2 separate regions of the Gossypium hirsutum genome follow, and region 1 is linked to region 2. The links are chromatin contacts, called in public Hi-C maps. All regions are on one chromosome and are shown on one strand. Each heading gives the region's core, a stretch centred on a gene start, on an enhancer-like site or on the middle of the called end of the contact. The rest is flanking DNA. Distances are from core to core; before and after follow the strand shown.

The links. A called contact is a pair of places that touch in the nucleus more often than the background predicts.
Region 1: a Hi-C map of leaf shows a contact between it and region 2, with 2.2 times the contacts expected there. The contact joins the promoter of LOC107928205 here to the promoter of LOC107928217 in region 2. A contact is called at or near these places in 4 of 34 Hi-C or Micro-C datasets (all in leaf).

What each region holds. Positions count from the first base shown.
Region 1 is chrD01:62,706,968-62,709,667 of Gossypium_hirsutum_v2.1, reverse strand. LOC107928205 (1,4-alpha-glucan-branching enzyme 1, chloroplastic/amyloplastic) reads right to left here and starts at 1,427. Exons shown (of 22, transcript XM_041087629.1): 1 at 992-1,427; 2 at 196-350. The coding sequence starts at 1,121.
Region 2 is chrD01:62,578,779-62,581,478 of Gossypium_hirsutum_v2.1, reverse strand. LOC107928217 (protein YIPF5 homolog) reads left to right here and starts at 1,271. Exons shown (of 1, transcript XM_016859404.2): 1 at 1,271-2,345. The coding sequence starts at 1,351. The coding sequence ends at 2,112.

The DNA.
Region 1 (2,700 bases), core at 178-2,677, 130 kb before region 2:
CACAAGTTTTCGATAACAAGTCAGAACTGTTTCAGAGAACCAACACGCTTGATTGACATCAACACCATCTCAAACTTCCATTTCTCAATTCAATCCTATATCATAAACTCATGAAAGTTCAACTGCACACAGTAAAACTAAAATCAAACATTTCCATAAAAAAATACAGTGCATTATTCTCAGAAAATGGAAAACCTGTGGATCATCTGAAATATTGCTAGGGCTTTCCAATTCATCTGTCAAGGATGAAGCACCCTCACCCTGATCATCAGGAACAAGCACTTTCTTGGATGCAACAGTTAAGGGCGACGAGTCCGAATCATAAGAAGATTTTTGCACAAAGATCTTCCCTACAAGCAAGCATCAAATCAATTTTCTACATAGTGGAAATCAAATGATCATGAAAGCAGTCACCTTCCATGGCATTCTTTTGACAATACTAAAATTATACTGGCAAAAGCGCCTTTTTTTTCTGCCGAAGTATTTCGGTCATCACACTGCAATCATCCTTCTTAAAATTCCAATTTCAACTTTAAACTAAGCTTCCCTCGTTAGCAACTATTACTTCTTCTTTTTTTTTTTTTAAAAAACAGAGTAAAAAACCTAGCAGTAATATTTTGAAGTATGTTGATCAATTCACCTCTTTTAATTCAATATTAACGCTTACAACATACCAGGATCACTAGCTAAATCAAAGAAGATTTAACTATTAATAAACTAATATTTAAAACAATTTCCTTAATTCTATATCTCATAAAGCATACAACATCGAACTTGCATACATTTCCTTCCCGCGTGACTCAAACTAACCAATAAAAATAAAATTAGATTGATTATATATTACATCGAATAAGTTAAAAACAAAAATAAATAAATCCCGCTCTGAATAAAAAATTGCATAAAAATATATAATAGGAAACATAAACAGAATCATAAATCCAAAAATGAAAACAATAAGAAGTATAGAGAGAGAGAGAGAGAGAGAGAATACGAGAAAAGAGATCCTTCTTCAACAATAAAGAGAAACTGCTACTTCTACGAGAGGCATTGAAACTAGACTGGTTGAAGCTGTAAACTGAAGGCGAACAAGGTAATCGTAAATCAGACACACTGTAAACCATTACTTACTTTATTTATTTATTTTCTGTTTGGAAAGCAAGAAAATAATGACAGATCCAGAAAAAGAGAAGAAAAAGGAGAGAAGAAGAGAAAAATTCTCGCCACTGGAAGCTACAAACACCGAGAGTAGCGTGAACGAGAGTGAAGGAAAACAAAATTAAAAATATATATATATTATTTATTTGTAAGGTGCTACGTGTGATGTGAAGAAATGCACGGGGATAGGTGTAAAATGATAGATTTGGCAAAAGCAAGACATCCAAAATTCATTCTCAACCGTCCATTTTCATTTTTATTTTAGTGAAATGAAGTTGAATATCGATGACCCCGCCACATGGATTTTGCTTAGCACAAGAGATGAGGAAGGAACGGCGCTAATGCTTGAACCTACTATTTCTATTTTTCTTCTTTTATTTTATTTAAAAACTTATTCATACAATTACTAATTTTTTCGTTTTAATCACTCCAATTTTTAAAATTAAATTTTAATTTTAATAAGTAAACTTTTTGTTTAAAGTTATAAAAGTCCTCAAACTTTTTAATAAAAAATCAATTAAGCCCCTCTTTTTTTTTACTCAATTGATCACTTGAAGTTTCAAAATACATCAAAAGACCCTCAAATTTCTTCAAAAAAATAATTAAGCCCCTACTTTTTTTTCACTCAATTGGATACTTGAACTTTCAAAATGCATTAAAATGACCCTCAAAAATTTTCAAAAAAGCAAAAATTAGAAAAAATTATAAAAATTATTAAATTTTAGAAAAATTATTAAATTTTAATAAAAAATTAGATTTTTTTATAAAAATTGTAAAAAAATAAAATTTTATAAAAATCATTAAAAAATTAATAACCCCTAGTTTTTTTAATTAAAATCTATCATGCGTCGCAACACACTATGACATGTGGTAAAAATGATAAAAAAAATCAATAAAAGTTATAGAAAAATTATAAAATGCTTCTTTTGGTATGATAGTTTTTATAATTTTTTTTTACAAAATTTATATTTCTTTATATTTTGTATAATTTTCTTACGGCTTTATAAAATTTTATATTTTTATATTTCTATCTATTTTATATTTTTTATATATTTTTTTATTATTTTTATTATTTTCTAATTTTTAATATTTTAATTTTTTATTATAATTTAATAATATTTATAGCTTTTATTGATTTTAATTTTTTTCTAATTTTTAATAAAAGCATGGCTTAACTACTTTTTTGAAAAAAGTTTGAGGGTATTTTTGATGCATTTTGAAAGTTCAAGTACCCAATTGAGTGAAAAAAAAGTAGGGGCTTAATTGCTTTTTTTGAAAAGGTTTGAGGGCTTCAAAATATTTTGAAAGTTCAAGTACCCAAATGAATGCAAAAAAAAAAGTAGGGGCTTAATTACTTTTTTTTGAAAAAGTTTGAAGGCTTTTTACACCCTTAAGCCTAAATTTTTTATTGGCTTAATGACAAATTTAGCTCTTGATATTTACAAATTCTATCAATTTGATCCTAAACCTAAAAAATTCTACAAATTTAGATTAATGTGGAGAAGTTGAAGTAGATATTAAAGCTTACAAAAGTGACGATGATGA
Region 2 (2,700 bases), core at 22-2,521:
AGATAACCAGTTTTATAGTGTAAGTTTCTGTTCAATTAGTGATCTTTAATGCCATGCATATAATTTGTGTCAATTACAGTGGTTTCTTTTATCCTAATACCCCATTGGTTTTTTAACTGGGTTTCGGGGGACCATTACAGGCAAGTTGAAGGAAGTTTTGATAGTCATGGAAAAGCTAAACTTAGAGCTATACATAAAGAACTGTTACATACTGAAAGAGAATGAGAGGTTGAGGAAGAAAGCAAAGCTTCTCAACGAGGAGAATCAAGCCCTATTATCTGAGCTTAACCAAAAATTCTCCAACCCCACCTACTCTAAGCCAAAAAATTCAGCCATTACCATTACTGACCACCTCAACCTCAGCTTCAATTCTAACCCAAGTTCTTCCTATTATAACAATGGCGAACCCTGATTCTGCAGGATATATAGACATCAAGACCCCAGACATGGACCCAAGTTCTTCCTATTTCCATCATCTTTGTCATATAGTATTATCATTGTTCTCTCTTTAATTGGATAATGGATCCATTAATGTTGATAGTTTACAGGGGGAAAAAACAAACTTAATGGTTCAGAATCACTACGAGTTACTAGTGAGTTTCATTAAATTATCATAGAACACTATATTCTGGACTAACAACTCAACTATCTTCATGAATAGATTTGAAAATGGAGACGATACCCAAGAAGTATTAATCAGACATAATTTGAAAGTACAGCTTCTTCATCGCTCTTTCTCAGAAATCGAGCTTTCAAATTGAAAAAATATTCGCCGTTGCCATGGATAGAACCCGGGTCACCCGCGTGACAGGCGGGAATACTTACCACTATACTACAACGACCTTGTTGCTCTTGATAACAAGTATAAGCTTTTCATGAATAAATTAAGGGTTTAGGAACTTCTTTTCACTTATCAACTCAATTAACTCGAAAATTTTTCATTTAATTCAATCAAATATTCACCCCTAGAGATGAAATTATTGGGAGGGGCAGTCACGAATCTTGAATATAAACTGTAAAACGAATATGAATAATATAAAAAAATAGAATAGTAATATCTCATTTGGTACATTGACAATGTACGCTCACCCTCTAGCACTACTTATCGAGTCTAAAAACTTTACTCGTGGTGTAGCAAATATTTTTTCATATTTAATATGTTTTTATAATTAAAATTTAATAAAAATGTTTATTAAATTCCCGAAAACCCGGCAGGCCGGGCCGGGTCTAATCAGCGCCCAATAAAATCCATTAAGAAGCTTAAAACTTGGAAACACGAAAAGATTCCACGGAAAAAATATAGTAATTTCTAGATACTCACAAAACAAGTCTCTGTAGCTTTAACAAGAAATGGCGAAAGAATTCACGGTGCCGCCGGTGGTCTTCCCCTCCGGCAGCGGAGTCAACCCTTCCGTTGGAAACATCAACCAACGCCGCGTACCCACTGCTCCATTCCAACCCTCACGCCCTCCTTCCTCCTCTTCCGCTTTACCCTTCATGTCTTTCGATATGGGTTCGGCCACATCGTCGTCGGTATCCTTAGGCGGTTCAATCTCCTCCTCCGCAGCAACCGGATCCGCTTCATTCGAAGACGAAGAGCCCCTTCTCGATGAACTCGGTATCCACCCGGATCAAATCTGGTACAAAACCAGATCCATCCTCAACCCTCTCCGGGTGAACTCGACGGCCCATAAAGACTCCGACTTATCAGGCCCTATCTTTCTCTACTTATCCCTCTGCTTATTCCAACTCCTCGCTGGCAAGATCCAATTCGGCGTCATCCTTGGCTGGATCGTCGTCTCCTCGATTTTCCTCTATGTCGTTTTCAATATGTTAGCGGGTCGCAACGGCAACCTAGATCTTCATACGTGTACGAGCGTGGTTGGTTATTGTATGTTGCCGGTGGTGATCTTCTCGGCAGCATCGCTTTTTATTCCCCAGGGGACGAGCGTTGCTAGGTACGCTGTGGCTGGGGTTTTCGTTGTTTGGGCCACTAGGGCTTGCACCAATTTAATGGTGGCACTTGCTGATGGAGGTGAAGAACATCGCGGCCTTATATCGTACGCTTGTTTCTTGATCTACACTTTGTTTTCGCTTCTTGTTATATTTTAATTGAAGCACAATGTGCTTGTATCTAGGGTTAGGTTATTTTAGTGGATACTAATTGCTATGTATTCTAAAGAGGTTTTCTTTTCTTTTTTTTTTTGGTTGAATTTTGATATCTACAATGTTGAACTGGACTGAAATTTCATAGAAATTTGCCTTTTCTAGCTCAAAGTTATTACTCGGTATGTATTGAGCTCTTTTTCACTTGACATGGATATCTATATGATCTTTCAAATGTATCCTAAGTTTTTTAGAAAAAAATTATTGAGCATATTTGTGTTTGACATGAACCCGAATCCCAAGTCCGACTAATATAGAAAAATATAAACTTGTTTGAGGACTTGAATAAGGCTTTTACCTTCTTCATTATTATTCGTTTCGTGAATTTTGGATTTATCAAGCTACCCGAATCCTGAGCCTGAGTAAGATAGAAGAAGATAAACTTGTTTGAGGACATGAAATGGGAATTTACCTTCTTCATCATCACCTATTTGCATGAATATTTGATTTTATTCATGATCTAGCTATTTGGATGGTTCTGTTTTATCGAGTACAAACATGTACCCTAATCACAAATCCACTTAAGGTAGTTGT